Linked DNA regions of Danio rerio: region 2 is linked to region 1. The links are chromatin contacts, called in public Micro-C maps. All regions are on one chromosome and are shown on one strand. The core of a region is the stretch at or near the end of the contact, and the rest is flanking DNA. Distances in the headings are between cores, read along the strand shown.

What was found. A called contact is a pair of places that touch in the nucleus more often than the background predicts.
Region 2: a contact with region 1 is called in a Micro-C map of caudal fin, with 3 times the contacts expected there. The contact joins the enhancer-like site here to the promoter of dlc in region 1. A contact is called at or near these places in 1 of 18 Hi-C or Micro-C datasets (caudal fin) and 1 of 4 datasets of contacts at active chromatin or transcription factors (gastrula embryo).

What each region holds. Positions count from the first base shown.
Region 1 is chr15:22,959,020-22,964,559 of GRCz12tu, forward strand. It overlaps dlc (deltaC), which reads right to left and starts at 3,109. Exons shown (of 9, transcript NM_130944.1): 1 at 2,814-3,109; 2 at 2,484-2,717; 3 at 2,322-2,379; 4 at 1,947-2,204; 5 at 1,238-1,599; 6 at 928-1,144; 7 at 1-589. The coding sequence starts at 2,864.
Region 2 is chr15:22,996,582-23,002,121 of GRCz12tu, forward strand. The region is part of intron 4 of timm50 (translocase of inner mitochondrial membrane 50 homolog (S. cerevisiae)); the gene reads right to left. Among named protein-coding and RNA genes, the nearest start is that of timm50, 24 kb to the right of the region's middle. Within about 2 kb of position 2,025, at least 2 of the 62 cell types and tissues checked have an H3K27ac peak or open chromatin away from gene starts, as enhancers often do. A contact at or near this core is called in caudal fin, where this site is marked.

The DNA.
Region 1 (5,540 bases), core at 1,859-4,358:
CTGAGCGCCATATCTTTATTGGACACCTTAAATGGGCCACCAGGAATAAGGAAGGCCTCCTTCTCTCTACCTAAAGTGGAGGTTGGGCTCAAAGAAATGCGATTATTGACAGAATCCAGGTTGTTTCGAACTGTGGTTGAGCTGGCTTTGTGGTTCTGACGCATCTGTCGCAGGACCACAATGGCAGCACAGATCACTAAGGTCAGAGTAATGAGGCCTAGAGTAAATGAGACTATTAAGGCTGCTGGAAGAGCAGGGCTGTTCACAGGCGTGGGCTTCTGTTTGTACTCGCACTGTGTGCCCATGAAGCCTGCCGGGCACTGGCAGACAGGCCCAGAGAAGTGAGTGTAGCAGGTTCCTCCGTTCTGGCAGGGCATGAAACTGCAGGCGTCAGAGCGAACCCTACAGTCCTTGCCTGAGAAACCAAGCGTGCATGTGCAGGTGTACCCGTTGATACCATCCACGCAGGTGCCTGCATTTTGACAGGGGTTGCTTGAGCAGTCGTCAATGTTTGTTTCACAACGTGAGCCTGTGAACCCGGGCCGGCAACGGCACGTCGCTTTGTTGCCCAAATCGAGACACTGGCCACCTTTAAAAAAAATGCAGGGTGTTAACGTAATAAGCCTAAAATTTTGGAAAGTGAAATTGAATAATTAGGACAAAGGAGTAAACCAGGGCAAGCAACCCTTGGGAAAGCAATTGTGCATGTTTTAGACTAATAAAGGTCTATTGCTTTATGACAGCTCTATCTCACCATATCAGTGTAAGAGTCTCACTGGCGTCTGTTCTATCATGCATGAGTAGTATGTCACGCACAGTTGACGAATCCCAAAACAAAAAAAGCTGAAGGATCAGCATGTTTCAAGAGGTGTAGATGGCTGGAATGAATTGCATTTAGGACTGAAGATAAGTGCAAAATATTCTCACCGTTAGCACAGGGGTCACTGCTGCACCGGTCGATTTTCTTCTCACAGTTGGAGCCCATGTATCCAGGAGGGCAGCGGCAGGAATAGCTACCGGATCCCTTCTCCATGCAGGTTCCACCATTGAAGCAGGGTCCATCGGCACAGGTCATGGCGCTGACCTCGCAGTTCTTGCCATAGAAGCCTTGCGGGCATGTACAAGTGTAATCATTCTCCTGGTCCTGGGAAGAAAAAGAAATAACCATTAGCAATCCAGCTTCTACGATGACAAGAAAAAACAAGACTTGACAGAAGTGCCATAACTGGCTGCTTACATTGCAACTGCCTCCATTCTTGCAGGGGTTGCTGTCACACTCATTGGTTTCGATCTCACAGTTTTTGCCACTGAAGCCAGGCTTGCAAATGCAGGTGTAGCTGCCCTGGCCGGTGTTGGTACACGTGGCGTCATTTCTACAGGGCTTGTGATTAGTGCAAAAGTTCAGATCCTCATTGCAAAATAGACCGCCCCAACCTTCTTTGCAAGTGCACTGAAAAGGCTGGTTGCAGGTGCCATGCAAGCACCCTGGGTGCCGCGTGCACTCATCACAGAGGGGGCCTTCCCATCCAATCCGGCACTTGCACTCACCGGGGGCCTCACAATAACCGTTCTCCTCACTACAGCCAGACAAGCAGATGGCTGTTTAGAAAGGATAGGGAGAGAAAGGGGGACATTAGAATGACTGGGCATCATAAAACCACCCCCCCTCCTGGAGGCTCAGGCACATCAAGTATTTGTTAAGTACTGAACCAAGCAGCTGGGACGCACACAAAAGAAACACATGCCGTCTTCTTCACGGAAGGCAGAGCATATTAGGTTTCAGCGCGTGTGCTTGTTAAATTGTGCTCTTTGCTTCTATTGTTACAGTGAACAAAAGCAAACTTGGACGTTTGAAGAAGCCGTTGAACTTGCCCGCGTTATTTTCGCTGATTTCCTTTTGCTCTCCCCCAAAAAACAATGTACTATGGCTATTCATAAACACTTACGTTCGGTGCAATAATCGCCTTTCCATCCAGGAAGGCAAATTCTGTTGCCAGCGGCGTCACAGTTGAAGTGGCCGAAGGTATCATTCCGTGGGCGGCAGAAATCCGAGCATTCCTCGCCGTGGTAGAATTCATCGCACACGACACGATAAGAAAAGCGCAGTTGGCTTTGCTCACCGAGATGCACGTCCTGAGACCAGTCCTCACCGATAGCGAGTCTTCTTTTGGTGGCCAAACGGCTTATCATGTTGTTGTTATTCTCTGAAATTAATTAAATGAGTTGTTTGTTAAAAAATAGGAGGGGGCGACCGCATACATATTTTGTTTATTTCTAAAACTACGCAGGTGAGGCAAAAAAAGTGGACGCGTATAGGCTACCTGTTGACTGGTCAGAGGTTTCTGCGTTCCAGGTTTCGATTATCAAAGAGACGATTCCCTGTAATCACAGCACACTTTGTTAAGTAATACACGAATACATCTATATGCCACATACATAAGAGCTGACAACGAATCGTACGTATAAGATTTATTACTACTTACCGGCCACTTGAAATTAAAAGGCACGCTTATATACGCACTGCTGGAGATGGAGTCCGCGCTCAGTATTTCTGACATTCCGGTGCCGTAGGTGCACGGCGGCTCAGGTAATATGAGTGCTTGCGAGTGCTTCAGGCAAACACGGAAAAAGATCTGGCAGTCGCTGGACCCTTTACACACACTGCTCGTGCTTGTGAAAGACAGAACTTTCAACTCAAACACACCGGATGATTTCCCCTATGAGAATTAAAACAGGATTAATTGTAGCACTCTTTGTAGCCTATACGTTGTCAGAGAACAGCTGACTATCAAATAATAATTCTGAATACTCACCAGATGCGATGATATCAAAATAAAAAAACACGTTAATAAAACACGAGCCATCTTTGCCTTCTTGTCTGCTACTGAACGATAGCAGACTGTGAGAGTAGTCCGATATGAATGTTTGTAGTATTATCCACGATTTAAAGGGAAAAAGTAGTTGTAAAAATGCGTAAAGTTAAAAAGTTAAACGAATGAACATTTCTTATAAAAAAGTATCTCAATGTCGCATGTGTTTGGAGCCTACAAAGCAAATAAAAACAGATTTCTAGCTCCAGGGGACTTTGGACCCTTCAGTTACGTTTCTTATGGAGTGAAGGCTGCGCTTGGCTTTTGTAGCGACCGGTAGGAGGCGTGGCCAATGCAAATGAAGTCATAAATGTTCTTTCATTAAATTATTTGATTAGCAACTATACGTCATGACGCTTTACGTTCATTTTATAGTAAAACTGATATTACATGAACGCTGAAACAATTTGTAAGCCTAAAAACTTTTTGGAAACCCACGCTAACCACAACCAGATATCAAATTAGGCCTATCTCATGCTGGTTTATAAATTATAACAAAAGCCAAATCACAATTTACATATTGTTTTCCTGGACATTATAGGAATACATTCTGAACTTTAAAAAAACTAAAAACATATTAATGAGGTTATTAAACTGTTCCGCCCTGTATTATGTGAAAAAAATAATAATTTAATTTGGACTACCGGTCCATTGTATTTTTAACAATGTCGCGTGCCAAGCAATTCTCTAAAAGTTTGTTTTTGTCTTAAGAATATTCGTCTGCGATCGCGGAGGGGCTTTGGGTGGAGGGGATTGGCACATCCCTTTTAATTCAGTTCTAAAATCTGTAATTGTTCTGACGCGTGTGAGTCGTTAAACCGGCAAGCGCTTTTTTGTGCGCTGGAAAGATCCGGAGGGCTCTTTTGTTATCTTGGGTTTGGATTGTAGGTCTTTGGTAAAGAGGGCGAAATGGTGGGGGTTGCATAGAACATTTAAGATTGCAGATAATTGCTTTCTGGAGTAAGAGTGTGTGTACGTGTGCTGGGAGGGGGCTTTCAATACAGCTGTATGATAATCTGCGCGCACCTGCGCACTGTGTTTGCGCTTCGCAATCTTGGTTTGTGTATTACACACACCGCGTTATCACCACACCTTGCATGCTTTCTAGCCTCTGATGCATTCATTTTAATAAAGTCTATATATTAAAAAAAAAAACGTAGGCTATTCAATCCGTAGCTTGTATGCATGAAATCAAAGTTTGCATGCATCTGAAATGTTACTCAGATGTGCTGAAATAAATAAAATTAAAATAACAAACAATAAATTACTTTGCGAGTTAATTTTTTACGTCAGAGTATTAAATGAATATTCTGTCGCTGTGTTTTGGGTCATGTTGAGGGATAAACATAGGAGACACGCGCTAACAATGCGCGGCGTTCCAAACTGTTGCTCGTGCTTTAGTGATTTTCTATTGTGATTCTAATGAGAGCAGCGCGTGCCTCCGCTGGCCCCATCTTTACCCCAGGCACGCTTTGCCCACTGGACGGCACCATATGATTAGGGGGGTTAAGAAGGTCCGCTATTGTTAATTTATTGTCGGACAATTATCAAGACCGTCTGGTTTCTTGGCTTTTGATAAACACAAGGGTGAACACGTAAACAAAACTTATTATCTGTGTAAACAAGAAAAGGCGAGTAAATGAAGGGACTCTACGAATTATGTCGTTCATTTGAATACCATCATGATTAACAGTGTTGATATAACAACATACTTTAGCATTTAAGAGTTATTATCTGTATAAAAGGCAAGTATAGTAAATAACTGTTTAGCAAAACATGGGGTAACACTTTATTTTCATGGTCCAATACTGTCTGCTTAATATCTGTTACTGCTCCTTTAACAGACATTTAACTGACTATAAGAAACCTTGCAAGTACATGCCAACTTACACTAACCCTAACCCCAACTTAACAGTCTACTTAATCTAATGATGCAATGTAACAAATTCAACGGACCATCTAAATAAAGTGTGACCAAACAGGGTGCTTTTTTTTAACATAGCTCAAAGTAAAGTCTTTAAAATATAGGTTCTTTACTGCCACATATGGTTCCACATAAGTTCCACAGGTTCTTTAAATTATTGAAATTTATGAAAAATCTTTGAAGAACTATTCACTGAAAGGTTGGGCAACCAAAAGTTTTCTGGCATCACGTGAAACCCCTTTTGTTCTTACTGGGACCTTTATTTTAAGGAGTGTGTGCTAGTAAATTACTAAATAATCTTATTAAAACATCATACAAGAACTAAGATATTTTGATGACAAAGATGAAAGGACGCCGTGCAATTACTTATTCAAAACGACATTATAGTAGCAAGAAACACTTAAGAAAAAAATAAGTGGTTACATAATACTTTAATAGAAATAAATGATAGCTAAATCAAAATATGGAAAAAGTGTTTAACGTTTTAATGTTCTTTATTACCATTGTAGCAAAGTAGTTTAGGCTGAATTAATTTATTTCTGTGAAAGCACCACCTATGTCTTTCAAATCATTTTAAAAAATTATATGTATATGTGTGTCTTTTAAATAGCAGGACGTTTGCTGTTTTTTTTTTTTTTTTTCTTGACCTGGCCCCGTCCCATGAAGCGCATCCACTGGTATTGATGCGCGCAATGGGGTACATGTTCAGCAAAATAGGTGTCGTGTGCCCATTATGTTCATTCGAC
Region 2 (5,540 bases), core at 775-3,274, 36 kb after region 1:
ATTGTTTGTGCGCTAATTAATTTGCCCAAGTGGAGTCAACCCTGAACTGGGTGATTGTTTCAAGGGAAACAAACAAGAGACGGAATAAGAACAACAAACTACTGAAGATGGTTTTCTTTTTTTGAAGAGGAACAGTGGTTCTTTTCACAATAAATATCATTTAGAATCAGTTTTTTCAGTAAATGTATAGAATAGTATATACTATACTATGTATATAGAATTAGGGCTTTGCGATACAGGCAAAAGGAACTCATCACGATTTTCTTGAACAATATTGCTATTTCAATTCTAATCACGATTTTGACACACAAAGACGTTTTACAGTGTGAAACTGAAACGTATTTTCAACTAAAAATAATTAAATCTTTAATCGCTGATTTAATCGCGTATTAATAAAGAGACTAAGCTGAAAAGAAAATTAATGTAACATAGGGCTGGGCAATTAGGCCTAATATCAAAATCTCAATTAATTGAACATTTTAACTCTATTACGATCAGTGAGAGATTATTTTATGTATTTATTTTATGTTTTTGCCCTTAAAGTAATTGTACGGTAACACATATCACAAGTGAGAGATTTTTGAATGTAGGGTGCATTACTTGATTTTAAAATAATTAAAAGTAAACACACACTATCTACTATCTATCGTTATTTATTGAACATCAACGCTGAACAAATAAATTAAACCACACATTGCCTAAAACTCGGCTCTCTGCGCCACCCTGCTACCAAACAGACCAATCACAAAGCTTGCGCTAGGCGTCGGTGCGAGATGTAATTACATTTTTTTTCTTGAGAAGGCGAAGGCTGCGCAGGACTGCACACCTGCCTTTGGCAGAAGTATAATATCATAATATTATAAGTATAAATCATAATAGAAGTATAATTTAGTCTTAACAGAGCAGGGTCACGTGACTTCACAAACGGTTTGGGAAAGTAATTGATAAAATTTTCCTGGAAAAATTAGATCGACTAGAGGTTTTAAATGCTGATTTCGATTAAGTCGCCCAGCCCTACTGTAACATGTCTCTAAAACAGACAAAAGGGAAAAAAATGAAAGAAATCTAATAAAAGTGTAACAATTTGTCTCTAGAACAGGCCTATGACAAAACAAATAAATTAAGTAGTGTGTGTGTGCCGTCAAACTTAAGTAAGGCTCTGAGGTCCTGCTTGAGCAAATATTAGTAGTAGTTGCGTCTACTTTTAACATGTCCACACTCTACAAATATTTTTGCCATGCATAGATCATAAAAAATTGTGCTGTAAGGCTATTTGGAATTCACACATTTAAATCATGATTTCGATATGATTTTAATTAAATCGCACAACCCTACATAGAGTATACTATATAAAGAGAGAAAAATAAGTATATTACCATTCAGATATTTGACATATTTAACATGCAAGTGACATTAAAAGTAATAAATAAATAGTAAAAATTAGCCCAAGGCATTCGAAAAATGTGGAAAAAATATTAAAAAGCCTTTATTGACACGACTATTCCTAAAACAGGCACAGTTATAAGAAATAGCCATGTCAAGAAAGGCTTTTTAATATTTTTTCCACATTTTTCGAGTGCCTTGAACTGGTTTTTGCTGTTTATTTTGATGAACCCCTTACCTACAGAGCAACAACACATTATTTAAGCTGCCCCTGAGCACTTTTTGTTTGCTTTTGTGTATTTTTTAGTCACTTTCACTGTAATTTTTCCTCCTAGTCAACAGATAAAAACATCCAAACAGACAAAAATAAACAAATATCCAACCAAAATCTATTAGACAAACTTATTTTCAGTTATTTTTCTAGGTTTAAAAGCCTCAAGATAATTTTCCTTAAAAGTTTGAATCAGTAGCATTTTCCAATGCAGTATAATAATGGAAATAAACTAAAAATGTATACTTTTTAGTTTTCACACCAGAGCATGTTAAACAGCTTTCTAATTTTATTTCCTGATCACTATGTAGCTGTAAGTTGTTATGAAATCTTTGTCCGTTTAAGCTCAAGCAAAACAATTCCTCCTCCACATACATCTCAATCAACACTCTACAAGACTACACATGTCATTTTAGATAACAGACCCAGGTGATGGTGAATCTGTCATTAAATTCCAAACATTATACAAATAAAACCGAGCAAGCAGTTTCCAAGGTTTCAAACAAACACACTGGGAAGATTTATTTTTTTAGTCTCTGCAGTCGCATAACAAACATAACTTCATGTGAAAGAGACTGGCCAGTTGCCATCTTGTGCAAATTGAGTGATGCAGCTCCTAATAATGAGGCGGACTAACGCGGGAGGCACATGTACGCGTCCTGCATTGAATGCCGTCACTTGGCAAGGCAGAAAAGGTTTTTTTTTTTTAAAGAAGTGTGCCTTGTCCCGTCTCCCAGAGGACGCTGCTTATCAAGGGTCCACTCTTCATCACGCTGGCCTTCTGCTGTGTTAGGGAGGGTGAATCTGGGCCCAGGAGGCCGAAAACCTGCTTCTCCACTCCCATGAGGGAGTAGGCGTTTCACCTCGGTCCCTAAAGTAATCATAGCCCTTCGTTATGGCATTAAAAGCTATAAGAGCATTAGTGTTGGACAGCAGTGCTCCAGGCTCGGAGGTAATAAATCGAGGTGGTGTGGGAAGAGAAGGACACTACAGGGAACGTGTAGAATTAATTACGTAATTATGATGAGACCAAGCGATCGCGTGGAGGATGCGAAAGCTGCCTGCTATCTCAATCAACATCAGCGGGAAAATGAAAATAGCAGGTGGTCTGCTTTAATGTAGCGTCTACCTTCACTCTATTAATGCTGATGCCTGCTCTGAAGATAAAGTATCTATGGTTGATGGCGTTATAAATTTGTTCGGAGAAGAACAAACAGATGAAGTTAGCATAAACCAGCTTTCAGTGAGTATTTTTACATGGACACCAATAATCTGATTTTAATATGATTAAGACAATACTCGGATTAAGAATCTACCATTTAAACAGCGATTTTTTATTAATATTATTCGATTAAAATCATAATCCAACTAAAGAAAAATCAGGTTAAGACATGTGGAGTATGCCAATTTAAGTCGCATTATTGAAGTGCAGTACAGACATGTAAACACCGCTGTCATGTAGGATTTTCGCTGCATTTTGTGACAGGATATACACACACGGTTGTTTGATACTATTCTCTGCACCTACAGGTCAGTGAAGGACCAAAGACACCTGCATCGAGAAATGCAGATTTTTACTCCCCAAACGACGTGCAATATCAAATTTTATTAAATTCACTCTTCCAGCGTTCATACTCGCATCCAATATCTCGTTTGTCATGGGGGCATGCATAAAATGTTCCTGAATGAAAGTGAAAGTGGCAAACTGCAGTTAAAGCAACAAATAAGAATTAAACACGCAAAATTACATAAAACTCCAGAGAAAACGTGGATGGCATGCTGATGCAGTGACGTTAATCGAATTATGTGCTATGACATACAAAACGGGATCATGAAACGAAATTTCAAAAAGCAACTCATGTAAACATTACCATAATATTGTCTTATTCAAATCAGGCAAATAATTTGATTACTGATGTCCATGTAAACACAGTCACTGACAGGAAGGCAATTTTAAAGGAACATCACACCCACAGGAGAAAAAATAAAATAAAATAAAATTCAATCATCATTTTCTCATCCTCATACAGTACCAAACTTTTATGAGTTTCCTTTTGTGAAGCTTAAAGTAAATTTTACAAATAACTGGTCCAATAATACTTTTTATACAAAATCTTTCTAGAAACTTTATACAAAACCTTTAATACAAAATTTTTTAGATAAAATCTGTAAGGATGAATTCAATTAATAAAATATGCAAATCAAAGATTTGTAATGTATATTGCATAAGGTTTAATGTCAAATATTTTTAAACTGTAACATGCAGCTAGACGGGTTGTAAGATATTTCCTATTTCCAGTGCTTAATTTGTGAATTGCGAGGGGTGGGGTCGACGGATGGCATAATGACAAAAGTGAAGAACGCAGGGTTGTCGCGTATGAAGGTGAAGAAGATTGAAGAGTCACGGAAGAAAGTGAAAGTGAACAGCGAATGGGGGAGAAGAGCGGTTAAGGAGGGGGATTGGTAAAATGAGGTGCAGTACTAGTTTTCATAGGTGCCACATCCCGCGTGTCCTGGCACAAATTAAGCCCTGCCTATTTCCATATTCATTAGGGTTATAAATAGAGTTTATAATATTTATTTATTACAGAATAAGATATAAATATTTTTTAGGTAGTTAAGTACAATAAATGTATTTATTAGATTGCTGCTTTAAAAAAAAAAGCATTTATACTATGAAGACCATTGATAAAGACACTGTTTTTTTTTTTTTTGTTGATTCATAAAAAAAAAAGAATGAATAATTAATGAGAGCCAGGAAAATGCATGTGGATTAAACAAAGTTAACACCCGCAAATATGTGTTTCAGGTATTTTGAAGCCAAACAATTGTTCTGTGCAATACATTGTACATTATTAAAAATAAAAATGGTCATTATGCTTCATGAGACCTCAATACATTGTCAGGAGCTACGATATTATTTTGTTTTGCCTGTATATGTTTTTCCACATTAATTCAACAGTTTCCAAACTTCAAAGGGACATAAATGGATGTCAAATGTAAAATATATCTGTTATAACGGCCAGAATGTTCTTTAAAAATGTTTTATGTTGTAACAAAAGTCACACACGTTAGAAATGACACATGGTTATAACATTACATGGTGACTGAATTTCTATTTTTGTGTGAACAGTTACCTTAAAACAGACAAAAAGAAGAAGCACAAGCCTCATAATTTAAAAACACACAATTAAGAGTCAATGCTGCATGAAAACGGGCAACAAAACAAATGCCAACGTGAATTGGCACATGTGACATGGCACTGGTATAGGGCCAATCCGTGTAATTGAGAGATTGATGCATACAGGGGTCAAGAGCTGGGGTTCAGCCCCCTGGAACATTTGGCTGTGAAGTGTGGTGACACCCGCTGGCACTGAGTAAATGTGCTGTGTGGCACCAGAAATCCATCATGTGCCCTGCTAACCTGACAGGTGAACAAACACACACAACAAACAGGCCAGAAGGGTCCTCATCTGCTGTGAAGGGGATAAATAATGCTCTGCATTTAAATGCACAGGGAATACCAGCATTTCACGCTTGTAGACTGAACGGCTGCACATAATTGAGATCTTGCTGTCATGCTAACTTCCATCTAAGCACTGGAGATATATAGATAGACACATTCAATGTTTTTAAAAAGACTGAACTGTTAAATCAGTAAGGTGAACATCTGCAAGGTTTCTTGACGTAGGGTTAATTTCAAAACAGGCCAAATCCAATGGATTTCTAAAACTATCTTAAAGAAATAGTTCTTATATAGTAAATAAACTATTCTGTCATCATTTACTCGCCCTTGAGTTGTTCCAAACCAGTTTTTTTTTCTCCTGTTGAACAAAAAAAGATATTTTTTAAAATGTTGGCAACTGATAACCATTGACCTCCATGG